Linked DNA regions of Mus musculus: all the other regions are linked to region 2. Evidence: chromatin contacts called from public promoter capture Hi-C data. All regions are on one chromosome and are shown on one strand. Each heading gives the region's core, a stretch centred on a gene start, on an enhancer-like site or on the middle of the called end of the contact. The rest is flanking DNA. Distances are from core to core; before and after follow the strand shown. Region 1 overlaps Tbc1d19 (TBC1 domain family, member 19). Region 2 overlaps Stim2 (stromal interaction molecule 2). Region 3 overlaps Gm40305 (a long non-coding RNA gene).

Region 1 (4,578 bases), core at 1,380-3,879, 190 kb before region 2:
GGGACCACATCTGCATCCTGCGGTATATATATTCAGGACGGAAAAGAACCGTCAAGCTTTGTGAGCTGGCTTTAGGAAACTGGGCCTGGAAATATGGGGTGGTCACTAAGAAGAGTGACCTCAGCTTAGGGTCACTGTCCTTAGCCTGAGAAAGTGTGGAAGAATAAATAAGTTAAATAACTTACCTCCCTCCATATCTATAGGCAGTGACAGAGCCAGAATTGCATAGTGTTGTCTGGGCATACAGAGAGTCATGCCTCATCCAGTCAGGGTAGGTCCGCTAGTACAGGAGTGCTCTGTGATGAACTGTTTTGGGTGAGAAGTTCAAGGACTACTGGGAGCTGATTCTAGAGTGTTGCTGAGTACGATCAAAATACATTATATAAAATTCTAAAATAATAGGGTATTAAAAGAAAACACTTTGAAGGAGTAAGCCAGGGGCAGGGCTAGTGAGGAAGATCATTGCCTAGAGCCCTGCTCACTCAAAGGTTGAATAGGAAAGCATCCTCTTCAGGATTGAAGGTTACAGTCCTGTTTGTAGGGTGGAGAAAAGGAATGATGTTGGTGATATAGCCCAGTTGACCAGAAAGAGACTACATTCTATATCAGGTACCAGAACCAAAGGAGAACTAGAAAGCAATAATAGTCCAAAGGGTCTTTTCCTGTATGTCAGGGCATGTGCTAAGCAATCATAGAAACAGCATCCAGAAGGAGGCAGGATGCCGGGATTTCACAGTTTGAATTAAAGGTTAATAATGAGAATCTGGTAGAGAGAGCGTGGAGGTAAGTATGATAGAGTCTTGGAACTAGCTGAGATTAGGAGTGGCCAGAAGAACCACAGAACAACAAACTACAGAAGCAGAAGGTTTGGGAAACAGCTCACTCCTCCCTGCTCATCATTGCCATGGCAAGGTCAAGGTTGAGAGAAACCTTCAGTTGTCTGAAGCAAATCTAACCACCACAGGCAGAGAAACCCCCGATTTGGCTATCAGAAGTTAGGACTGTATAGGCAGAAAATATACTACATGTAAAGGTGTCTGGGAAAGTAAAGGGAAGGAGTGTAGAATGTTGATTGTGATGAGGGCATATATAGGAGTGGGAGGGTTATATATAAAATCTTTGGTTGAAAGGTTTCCATAGAAACTAAAGATACAAAACTTAGAAGGTCACTGTGCTTCTATGCTCCACAATAGAAGGACAGAGCCCGGCCATCCTCCTTACACTAGCTGTGCACAGTGAACTTTTCTCCTCACAGCCGTCGGTTGGCTGCCAGAGCATCCAGCCACTGGCTTCTTCTCCCTTTGCCTGGCCTGACTGTGCCCCTCATCCCTCTTTAGTCTGCTATTTTTCTTGATAGCATTTATTACTGTCTGAATGTAGAAACGTATTTTATGATTTTTCCATTACAAACGGCCAGTTGCAGTCCTTAGAAGAACATCCAGCATATCCTAGAGGTTCAGGAGATACTTGTGGGATAATAAACGTGAAGGAGGAAGGAGAGCTGATGGACACGATTCCAAATCAGGGATTGGCAGGCTTGTTGTACAGCCAGCCAATGGGTAAATGGTCTGTTTTCCTGGCCACTCTCTCTCTGCTCCATATTACTATTTGTTTGTGTAAATACTCCTTTAAAAGCATAACAGCTTTTCCTAGCTCACAGTGGAATTATCTTGCTGACAGCTGGAGAAGTTAAGGAAACAGGATTTAGCGAGCTGAAAGGGGAACGGAAATGTCTTCCTGCTGAGGATGCAAGTAAGAAATAGTCAGGAATAAACAACAGACAGGCCAGAGTTCATGCCAGTGACCTCAGCCTCCTAGTGTAGGGGAGGGAGGGCCTGCTGGGCATTAAAAGGGAGACCATTTTCAAAGCATAGAGGCTAAACAAAGAGCGATAACAAGAACCTTAATAAGCACCAGAAGCTGCCAAAGTAGCCCAGTGTATTATAAATGTGCCTCATGCTTTCAGGTGAGACACCGGAGAAAGAGTTCTTTAGACTTAGAGCAGGTGACACTTCAGACCCCTGCTGCCTAACTTCTGGGTGGTCTGGCACACTAGCTCACAATAATAACGGGGTTCCCATGATGATGCTCTTATTGAATTGTTTTTAACAAAGAAATACTGACATTATTTTGTGAATGCCTATATCAACTGTATACATTTACTACAAACCCATGCATTTTACTTCTGAGCCATAGTTATTATCTCATTTAACCATGTAAAGTAGGTTTATGTTCTCTGATTTGTGCATAAGGGAAGTGACGCTTGCAGAAGTTAAGAAGCTTACTGAAAGACACAAAAAGCTCCTAAGTGACAAAACTAGATTGGCCAAGCAAGTATGCTGTCACCAGTCATGGCCTTCACTGACTGCAGCAGGGCACTGGGCCATGCACTGAAGCCTAGGGACAGTTACTATCCTCACCCTTTCTCTGTCACCATTTTTATATTGCCTTGAATGAGAACATAGATAGTATGTATCCGGGAGACTAGCAAGCACATTAGATAACAATCCAAACCCATTAATTATCTCCCAACCGGAATAGTTCACAAAGAAGAAATGTAGCAGATAAGAACACAGACCCTACTCAGGTCCAAAAACAACTGTCTAAATGCACTGTCTTAGCTGTGGCTGTGTGGGGAGGAAAATACTTAGAGGTTTTAGTCATCGGCTTTCAGAGGAGAATAAAATGGGGATCTGTGCCAGACTATTTTTTCTGAGGAACAAATCAAGAGCCTCATAGAACCTCAGAGGGTTCCCACTTGTGACAGAGCTGGGGCAAAATTAACCATTTCTGCACATTTCCAGAAGGGTTGTATATGACTTTCATGGTCAAAATTGGGACTACAAAGTAGGCATCACAGGGAGCCGGAGTTTGACCCAGCATAGCACAAGCAAGCCTTGGGAACAGCCCATGTCCTTTATGGATGGGCATGCTTTAGACTGAGATCCAACTGTGAGTTCTTAGAACTCAGGCTAGGTGGCTGGTGCTGGTGCTGGTCTGCCTCCTTATTGGTTAGAAGTATGCAGCATTTCTATACGTTAAAATAAGTAAGCAATCACATCAATAAAAACATTTTGGGGTTTTTTTCTAGAGTGCATTGATAAACTAATTTAGTGTACTACAAGATATTCAGTAGTATAAATTACAAGTATTCTGTTTGGAACCAAGGCTATATAAATTCCAACTTTTCATGGAATATAACAAGATGTTTAGTGTGCTAAAGTTACACTTTAAGTCTTTCTTTGCAACTGATGTGGACTTTGTGTAAAGTTCTTGCCAATTATTGTACCATATAGATTTATACTATAGCCCTGTCAATATGTCTCCTAAATCACTCCAAGAATATAATTATTAGTAAAATTGATGTTGTGATAGTTTAGATAAAGTGATGTTTACAAAAAATGCCTTGAAAATCTCACTGATCCTTGGCCGACTGGACGCTAGTGTGGGATGCAGTTGTTTAAGAGGAACAGTTCTCAAATTTACTTCCATGGCCAGCCTTACAGCTTGATGCCCTTCTTTGTAAGCATGTATATTAGTTTCTACTGCTCTGCCATCTCAGTAGAAAATGAATTTGAATGTCTCATCAGTAGATTTCTCTTTAATCTAGTCTTTTCAAAAGAAACAACTGAGCTGAGAGACACAGATAGTGTAGCAGAAAGCAAAGCAAAATGATAGTACAACCCAAAGAGATTGGAGCAGGCGGATCCAAACCTGTGTGTGTGTGTTGGGGGAGGGCGCTATGCAGGGCAAGGGGACTGGACAGACCATTGGGTGTTGCCCTGTTGACTTTTTTAATGTATTGTAAATATTTATGAGGTGTGTGATACATTTATTCATGGGAATAAGGTTATCTTTCTGCTCCTTACAAATCCTGGTGAACCCTCCGCCTTTATAGGGCATTCCTTGCCATGATTCTGTTGAAAAGCCACAAAGGAGAAGGTCCAAAGCATAATGCAGATGCTGTTACAGTTAAACCTGAGACCTGGGCTTTTGAGGGTAATAATAAGTTGACTCCTTGCTAGTACATGAGTCACAGTTGGGAAGGGATAACGACTTCCTTAGTTTCTGACACAGTGGGAACAACCTAGCTGCAGTCAAGGATGCTCATGCTCATAGCTGCAATCTGACTGTACCTGGACTCACAGGAGCAGAATGCCAGTTCTCTCCTTTCTAACTCTCACCTTAGGCGGAGGCACAATGGTAGTTTTCCACAGTTGCCTCATGACTAACTCCTTGCTTACTCAGTCTCAGATACAAGTTTGAAATTGTCTAGTTTACTTTTCTAAGAGTATTAAAACAACTGTTGTTGGTTACCAACACTGTCTTTCTGACATTTCAGACAAAGTCGAAGCAGAAAGTAGAAACCTGTGCATTTGCAGTTTTGAGTCTTTAACTCGTGCATGAAGCAGCAGTGTGTGACTGATGCTCTGTTTACGTTTCAGGTGTCATCCCTTTCCATGGGTTTTCCATGTATGGTAAGTTGGCCCAATATAGTCATCAGTTTTGTTATGTTTGGGAAATTTCAGCATAGTGGGAATGCTCATTATCTCACCATTTATACAATGAATTGTATAC
Region 2 (4,595 bases), core at 998-3,497:
TTACCACCAAGCTTCATGGAACCCGAATGGTGGAAGGAGAAACTCCTTTCTGCTCTATCCTGAAATTCCACATCCATGAACATGCAATTAATTTTATTTGTGTATTAAAAATATTAATAACAAATTAATAAAATAAAAGAGTGGGCACAGGAGTGGCAGTTTTCCTGTTGTGTGTTCTTCCTTCTAAGATCCTACACTAAGCTATCTCCATGTTACCCTTAAGTTGGTGATAAGGACCCATCTGCTGTAGTGACTCACTCACTAGGCCTTGAGATCGCATGATATTTTGACGACATGTGTGCTTTGGGAAAGTCTCTCTGCTTCCATCGTCAGGGAAGAGGCTCTAGTTTTCTTCCACATTTTAGTCTGGCATGTTTTGTTTTAGAATATCTTAAGTGGAACTCCGTAATATCGGGAAGTAGGAGACAGAAGAGAAGTTAAGTGACAGTGGTACTCAGACTTTGAATGTATGTCAGATTCCAGAGTTTTGAGTGTGGTGATAAGTCGTGTCTCTTGAGTATTGAGGCTTATTGGGGGTCCAGATTTTATATACCAGAGAGTAGAATAAAACCTGCGCAGTCCAGGAATTGAAAGTAGGAAGTCACTGAGGCGGCTCTGGGCCACCTGTGCGTCCATCTAACCTCTTCCTCTCTGAGTTACCTCTGCTGCTGTCCTCACTTGTTCTCTGCGTGTTTATTGGCGTCAGCTGGTCACTTAGCACCTGGTTCATGGCGACTGCTCCTGCTATGGTACTTTTAAAACCAGAGTATTTACCTCCTTGAAGATCCAGAGTCATAGCTAAAGCATGGACTTCCATGATTTTAATTGCAGGGTTTTGGTGTGTGTGTGTGTGTGTGTGTGTGTGTGTGTGTGTGTGTGTGTGTGTGTGTGTGTGTGTGTGTGTAAAAACCCTATCATTCTTGTATAGTTGCAGTTCTCCTTTAGGTGAGCTATCTGCCCTCTGATCCAGTAGCTGTGTAAGTGGGTGATAGAGTCGGGGAGGATGATGGGATATAGGCATGGGGCTTTATTAAGATAGTAGTTCTTAGGGGAAAGGGCTGAAACGAAACAGAATAAATGTCCAATAATAGTTTTAGTGATATGCATTAGCTTTTATTACAGAAGAGTCACAAAAGCAACAGTACAAAAAACGTGATAGATATTACAGGTGCAAAAACTGAAATGTGTTTAGTGGTACTAGAATAGCTTATTTAGTATGGCTATCCCTGTGACTCCCTTTGAAAAGCATATATAGTAAGCACTTATTCACAGAGCAGTCCTGGTTAGTACTGTCAGCTTACGATTTCTTGGAGGAGGTTTGTGTGTGATTAGACATGTCCACCAAGGATGTTATTTACTTAATTGAATTTCAAATTTTGCTTTCAGATTTCTCAACTCATGTATTTTAGTAAGTTAAATGAGTTGTCTTTTGCTTATCTTTTTAGTTATTTATGAATTTTCAAAATTTCTCTAGTTGGCCTTTTTTTTCCCCACCAAATTAATAGCTTAGAGAAATCTGAGCGAGCAGGCACAATTTTGTGTTTTATAGGATAGAGAGGAGAGCTTAATGGAGCCAGATGTGCCTTTGAGTTTGTTGTTGCAAAGTTTTATTATCCTGTGGTCATGTTTGCTTAAAGCAAAAGTATTTTTAGATAATTCTAGGAAAAGTATAATTCCATCTATTTGGATTTTACCTAGCTTTCTTAAAAATGGTTATTTTATTGTTGGGGGAGGTTTTGGGGCATCCCAAACAACTCTAGGGGAAGTATCCTACTCTTGGTACTAGGGTTATTGTTTAAGAACCCATAGTTTTTGGAGGAACTTTTTATCCTGTGTAGGGGCGCTCCCTCTCACATGGAAAGCACACACATGGAGTTTATAGAACAGTAGGCTTCCACATTACTGTTTCAAAGCTTCCTAGTGTTAGTCTCCTTCTCCCCGGCTCTGCCTTCCTGCCTTCGCCTCTTTGCACTTAGGCCTTCCTCTCCATTCTTCTCCCCTTTGCCTCCATGTCACCAGTGTTCTGTTACCCACACTCCCTCTTGATTTGTTAAGCACACACTTCATATATAGCCATCAACTTATTCTGTAATTTCTCAGATATTAGCTAAGTATCACATCTCATCCACATGGATGGAAACTAGCTCATTTCTAAAGCCACAGAACTGTCCTTTTCAGTGACTAGTGCTCACACAGTGAGGAGGATTTCCTGGGACATTCTTTTTGATGTGTATCCCATAAATGGAACAGTTGCTATTTGTTCCAGCTGACTGGACTGTTTCCAAAGCTGGCTTCCTCTTTGCTCAGTCTCTCATCATGCTTTTCAGTCTCGATTTTCTATTCAGCCCTTGGATCTCTTCCAAGAAGAGCAGGTTCTAAGCATCTCAGGTACAGTGATCCCACATCCCCTAAGTATTCTACTAGATCCTAAAGATAGCAGTTTGGAAGAGTAGGAAGGGTGGGCGGGAATAGCCAGACAAGCCCTTTTAACTATACCTTTACAAAAAGTTTTGAAGCTTAGAAAAGTAAATGATTTGCTTAATATTATTATATAGCTGTTAAGTCGTTTATTCTTGTCAAACCAGAATGTTGTCATGTCTGAGATGCTGCTGATTGTTAATATATAAAAAAATAAGAACTTTGCTTTTTGGGTTAAAGACACTTGGGACTGTGACTTTCTGCATTCTGAATTTCTGAAACAGTCTATGATCTTCTTTTGAAACTAAGTAATAGTCAAGACAGATAAAATAAAATAACAAAACAGAAGAAGAAGGAGGAGAAGAGGAGGAGAAATGTTGAGTTAGAAAGCACAATGATTTAAAATATTGTATATTTAGAGTAGTACTTTTATTTGGAGAAAGTTTGAGGAGGTAAATGATTTACAGGCTATAAAAAATAAAATTTTTAAATTTATTGAACAGTGGAAAAGAAATATTAAAGATCTGGTTAAGTTTTAACAGAGCTTAATTTTGCTGCTTTATCTCTAAATATTTTAAGGTATGCTTAATAAGGGTATGCATAGGTTTATAAAATATGCTAGTATTACATTGTAGCCTACTTTGAGTAATAGCTTAGATGGTAGAAAAATACTATGGTAAAAGTGATTGAGATTAGTGTTAGTTTTGTTGGAAATACCTCATCACTGATTGTGTGTCAAAATGTAATATTGTGACAGTAGCTGAACTGTGTGCTTGACTGTAGCTTGTGACATTGGTTGGTGTCTCAATGCTTGTCCATTGTCTTAATCTTGGGCATGTTACTTAGCCTCCCTCGCCTTGGCTTCTGTACTGGCTAGTTTTGTGTCAACTTGACACAGCTGGAGTTATCACAGAGAAAGGAGCTTCAGTTGAGGAAATGCCTCCATGAGATCCAGCTGTGGGGTGTTTTCTCAATTAGTGATAAAGGGGGAAAGGCCCCTTGTGGGTGGGACCATCTCTGGGCTGGTAGTCTTGGGTTCTATAAGAGAGCAGGCTGAGCAAGCCAGGGGAAGCAAGCCAGGGGAAGCAAGCCAGTAAAGAACATCCCTCCATGGCCTCTGCATCGGCTCCTGCTTCCTGCCCTGCTTGAGTTCCAGTCCTGACTTCCTTGGTGATGAACAGCAGTATGGAAGTGTAAGCTGAATAAACCCTTTCCTCCGCAACTTGCTTCTTGGTCATGATGTTTGTGCAGGAATAGAAACCCTGACTAAGACAGCTTCCCATTTGTGAAATATCAGTAGTGCCTTCCTCACAGGACCATCACCAAGTTCAGACTCTATGGCTTTCTAAATCTTTGTGTGTGTGGATGTGTATTCACATGCAGTGTAAATAAATGTAGACTCATATCTATTAAGTGATAAACTTTGAATAAAAACCTCACTGCCTCTGTTTTCATGATTAGAAGACATTTTGTAAAATGTGTTTAGCAAGCATGAGAAAATGGCTTAAAATACCAACAGTGTATTAGTGTCTGGAAAAAAGACACCACATAACACTCTTGTTCTTAGTTTATCAGGCCCAAAGGATCTTACTTATGTTTAACTTAATGTTTTCTCTTTCATAGTTTATCAGAGAAGATATGAAATATAAAGATGCTACGAATAAACATAGTCACCTGCACAGAGAAGATAAGCACATAACTGTTGAGGATTTGTGGAAACAGTGGAAAACATCAGAAGGTAAAACTGTGCAGTGCTCTGGAGCCTTGGCTTGTCTGCTTCTGCCCTGCTTGGCATTGGCAGCCCTACTAATTGCATATAATTATAGAGAAGATCATGTTTCTGTGAGAATATTTATATTTAAAAAAAAAAAAAAGACTTTCTTAGAGGCTGGGTGTGTGGTGCTGCATTCCTAGCAGTTGGGAGGCAGAGACAGGTGCAGTTTTTGTAATTTCAAGGCCAGCCTGGTCTACAGAGTGAGTCCAGGACATCCAGGGCTATTACACAGAGAAACCCTGTCTAAAAAACAAAACAAAATAAAAAACAAAAAAAAAGTACCCAAGGAGCTAAAGGGATCTGCAACCCTATAGGTGGAACAACATTATGAACTAACCAGTACCCCAGAGCTCTTGACTCTGGCTGCATATGTATCAAAAGATGGCCTAGTCGGCCATCACTG
Region 3 (4,493 bases), core at 626-3,125, 140 kb before region 2:
GACTCTATTGTGGATGCCAACAAGAGCTTGTTGACAGGAGACTGATATAGCTGTCTCCTAAGAGGCTCTGCCATTGCCTGACAAATACAGAGGTGGATAATCTCAGCCAACCATTGCACTAAGCACAGAGTCCCCAATGAAAGAACTAGAGAAAGGACCCAAGGAGCTGAAGGGGTTTGGAGCCCCATAGTGGGAACAACAATATGACCTAACCAGTACCCTGAGAGCTCCTGGGACTAAACCACCAACCAAAGAAAGCACATGGTGGAACTCATGGTGGAACTCAGCATATCTAGCTGCATATGTAGCAGAGCATGGCCTAGTTGGTCATCAATGGGAGGAGAGGCCTTTGGTCCTGTAAAGCTTATATGCCCCAGTATAGGAGAATGCCAGGGCCAAGAAGCAGGAATGGGTGGGTTGGTGAGCAGGAATAGGGGGTTTTCGGAGGGGAAACTAGGGAAGGGGATAACATTTGAAATGTAAATAAGGAAAATATCTAATAAAAAGATAAAAAAAGAAATAATTATCACCCCACTTAATATTTATCCATTAAAATATGAATATTTTGATGATTGTTTTTAAAAGATCACCCAGGGAGTGAAGGTGGAGGGAAGAGACTGGCAGAGCACTGAAGTTCTTCCTTGGTGAAGCTTTCAATTTTGAAATAGAACTTTTAAAAAGAAAAAAAAAGATTAAATTAATAAAGATGAAAAATTTAAAAGGCCATATAATAAATAGTAAATCCATCACACGTTCAAGTGTTTGAAAAGCTTACTAAATAGATTAGAAGATCTTCATAGAGGGTAAAAGAAATCACTAAGAGTTATGAATATAACTCAATGGTACATTTGATCAGAATGTGTAAGACCCTAGATCAACTCCCAACACACCCTCCCAAAAAAAGAAGTATTAAAAAAGAAAGAGTAAAGCACAAAAGCTTAGAAATAAGAGGCACAATTACATACGTGAAAGAAACTGAGAGTCGCAAAATGCCTTAAGTATTAATATTTCAAAATATATAGCATGCATATTCTATAAGTGACATGTAAAAATATCAAAAATCTAGAAACTCTAAGCATGAGTTCCTCTAGAGGATCTGGAAAGGATGATGTCAACACTGGAAGGTTTTATGACCAGACAGTTTCACAGTCGAGTGTTTAACTGTTCAAAATCGATGGCTAAAATGTAACCTGGATAACTCTGGGCCACAGAGAAACCTAAGTTCTGTAATACAATATTAGAATTATCAAAAATTAAATGAGAAAATAAATCACCCAACAAGAGTCTAGCAGTTAATCAAGAGTGGTAAGTAAAAGATAGCAGTTACATATTTGGGGTTACCTCAGATCAGAAAAATCTGTCACCATGGTTCATTATTACAACAATCTCCCGGGGATGTGTTTTTTTGGTTATAAACATCAAATAAACTAATTTAAAATGGTGATTCTCAACCTTCCTAATGCTGTGACCCCTTAATACAGTTCCTCATGTTGTGGTGACCCCCAACCACAAAATTATTTTCATTGCTAATCCATAACTGTAATTTGGCTACTGTTCTGAATCGTAATGTAAATATCTGATATGCAGGATATCTGATAAACAACCCCAGTGAAAAGGTCATGGCACCCACAAAGGGGTCACAACTCACAGGTTGAGAATCACTAATTTAATGCACTATATTATTACTCTGTGTGATTCTGTGGCCTGGATGAACTCAGATGAGGAATTCTCATCCATGTAGTGTTACTGTGTGACTTACATAATGGTCGCTGAATGGGACAAAACAGCTTCTTATCATTCATAGACTAGCCCAATCTTTCCTCCAACACTGTACAGGATTCTGAGTGCAGACCTCTTCCAAGAGCACCAGTTCTATTGTGCAATTGCTTATCCGGCTCTGATTGCATCATGCCTGCCCATGTCCAGTTGGCTAGAGTCAGATGCGTGTGTGAAATCGATGTGGGAAAGAAGAGCCCAAAGAGGCAGGAAACATATGCAAGTACAGTTGATTTAGTAACAGTCTACCACAATCAGCATACCATACATTTGATGCACTGTACAAGCAATTTGAAATGAACATCTAAAATAGGTGTGGGAGAGAAGAACAAACGCTTCTATTGAATCACAGGAAACCCCAAGGTTCAGTTCCTCTATGCCTTTAAAGCAACAACCTCTCAGCTTCGTATTAAACCAAAATAACAATAACTAGACTTGCCTCCATTGAAGCCAGGAGCCTGAAAATGAAGTTACAAGTATTATTAGTACTTGTTCTTGGAATCTAACAAATTCATTAAAATAGAATATGAAATAACAGTTGTGACCATTGAAATAAGATGTCTATGCTGAGAATGTAGTTATGTGCTTCGAGAACACTATGGTTAGGTTCTGCAGAGATGGCTCAATGGTTACGCGCATCGACTACTCTAAAGCCAAGTTCAGATCCCAGCACTTACGTAGCAGTTCACAGCCACCTGTATTTCCAGTGTCAGGTGATCTGATGCCATCTTATGACTTCTGTGGACACTAGGCACACATGTGGTGCATAATCACACATGCAAATGAGACACCCATACAGAAAAAAAATTTAAATAAAAAGGATAATTTTATCAGCATTTCAGGAATTAGATAAGGAACTTGAAATGTTCTCTTGTTGACAATCAGCACTTAGAAAGGAGAATGGGAAACATATTTTAATTACAATAAAGGTGATATTTTTATTAAAAATGATTTAACATGAAGGGCATGAAGTAGTAACAGCTTATCAAAGATCTAAGCCAAGATGGCGGGGGGTGGGGGGCGGCAGAAATAATTCAGTCTTGATTGCGAATGTATTACAAAAGACAATCTCACCAAAATCAAGACATAAATGTAACCAATTGCCATTGGGGAAGATAGAAATTAGATTAAGTTGTCTCAAAATATATGGGAGGATGAGGGCCTAAGAGTAACTAGGAGCTAAGTAATATAATAATAAGTAATAATAAATAATATTATAATAATAGCTATAAAATAATATAAATTAAATTCAAAGAACGCATATAGTGAAAACTTTCTCCCATCTGTGTCTCATATCTGCCCAGTTCTATCTCTTGCCTTACCAGAGATATGCTACCAGAAGTTTTTTTGTTTGTTTGTTTGTTTGTTTGTTTGTTTTTTGTTTTTGTTTGTTTGGGTTTTTTTGTTTTTCGAGACAGGGTTTCTCTGTATAGCCCTGGCTGTCCTGGAACTCACTTTGTAGACCAGGCTGACCTCGAACTCAGAAATCCACCTGCCTCTGCCTCCCGAGTGCTGGGATTAAAGACGTGCGTCATCACGCCCGGCCAGAAGTTTTTTTATACAGTTAAGTATGCTGATTCTCCACCCCATGGTATTTTGCACAGACAATTGGATGTTCACATACACGAACACGCTTCTTTGTAAGTCTGTAAGTGCACAAAGACCTCTTTTGTCACCTACTATGTGGCCATCCTAGTTTCCACTTGATCGAGTTACAAGAACCTGGTCCCCTATTAGTGAATATTGGGGTTGCTTTTACCATTTTGTCAATACAATCCCTAAATACTTACCTTTTCCTCTGGCAAACATATCTGTAGAATCATTTCCCAAACACACAACTGCTGGAAATGTGCATGTGGAGGTCAGGCAGATTGCCCTCCCTGGGGGTCATCGCAGTGGGTCACGGTCTCACCAGCAGTGGATAAGAATGTCACTGCGCGCAACTCCACCACTGCAGAGGATTACAGAGCTTTTGGATCACGGCCAAGTCAAGAGGCACAGCATCTTCCTCCAAATACTTTTCATTTGTGTTTTTTTTTTTCCTCATAAGGAAGGAGTAACAATGTGGAACATCTTTTTGATTTTTTTAAAATTGTACGAAAACTTTATTATACAGAACTTGCCAATAAAAACCATCACATATCGAAATTAAGCAAACCCAAAATCTGTCCATTTTAATGAATTTTGTACACTAGAATAGACACTCTGGAGCTCTGAAGCTTCACATTGGATTTAATACTTTCCTTATCGAATATATTTCTATACGCTTATCCATCACCAAAAATGCAAAATCCATGTCAGAGTTAAAATTAGAAAAACAATTAGCTTTATAACCTTTTTCATGACGCCACTCAAGTGTCCACTACCTGCACCAAGCCTGTTCTCATCACCTAACAATTATTCCTCCTTGTTCTCCTTCCTACATTTTATACTGTACCCACGGGTATACTTGTTTACATGTATTATATACATAGAGAATATACATTGTTTTCATATGTATTATAGACTAAGATCTGCATGTGAGGGAGACCATGCAGGTTTCTTCTTCTTCTTTTTCCGATTATGTGACCTTTCTTATATGTTCTAAGTCCATTCATTTGAGCATCTTCTAAGAGCTTATCCCACAAGTAAAAAACAAACAAACAAACAAACACAATCAGTTGTAGGTGAGCTACAGACAAACATGCAAACACTTACACAACACTATACTAGGACAC

The links. Capture Hi-C pulls out chosen DNA fragments and counts their contacts.
Region 1: a promoter capture Hi-C map of adipose tissue shows a contact between it and region 2. The contact joins two enhancer-like sites. A contact is called at or near these places in 3 of 9 other capture datasets (adipose tissue, liver and pancreatic islet).
Region 3: a contact with region 2 is called in a promoter capture Hi-C map of adipose tissue. The contact joins two enhancer-like sites. A contact is called at or near these places in 2 of 484 Hi-C or Micro-C datasets (CD4 T cells and ECoMG-derived neutrophils), 2 of 115 datasets of contacts at active chromatin or transcription factors (double positive thymocytes and microglia) and 2 of 9 other capture datasets (adipose tissue and liver).

What each region holds. Positions count from the first base shown.
Region 1 is chr5:53,879,217-53,883,794 of GRCm38.p6, forward strand. Tbc1d19 (TBC1 domain family, member 19) reads left to right here. Exons shown (of 21, transcript NM_144517.4): 16 at 4,446-4,478. Among named protein-coding and RNA genes, the nearest start is that of Gm40305, 46 kb to the right of the region's middle. Within about 2 kb of position 2,630, at least 26 of the 459 cell types and tissues checked have an H3K27ac peak or open chromatin away from gene starts, as enhancers often do. A contact at or near this core is called in adipose tissue, where this site is marked.
Region 2 is chr5:54,071,239-54,075,833 of GRCm38.p6, forward strand. Stim2 (stromal interaction molecule 2) reads left to right here. Exons shown (of 12, transcript NM_001081103.2): 3 at 4,042-4,156. Among named protein-coding and RNA genes, the nearest start is that of Stim2, 75 kb to the left of the region's middle. Within about 2 kb of position 2,248, at least 27 of the 459 cell types and tissues checked have an H3K27ac peak or open chromatin away from gene starts, as enhancers often do. A contact at or near this core is called in adipose tissue, where this site is marked.
Region 3 is chr5:53,935,481-53,939,973 of GRCm38.p6, forward strand. All of the region lies in intron 2 of Gm40305 (a long non-coding RNA gene), which reads left to right. Among named protein-coding and RNA genes, the nearest start is that of Gm40305, 10 kb to the left of the region's middle. Within about 2 kb of position 1,876, at least 44 of the 459 cell types and tissues checked have an H3K27ac peak or open chromatin away from gene starts, as enhancers often do. A contact at or near this core is called in adipose tissue, where this site is marked.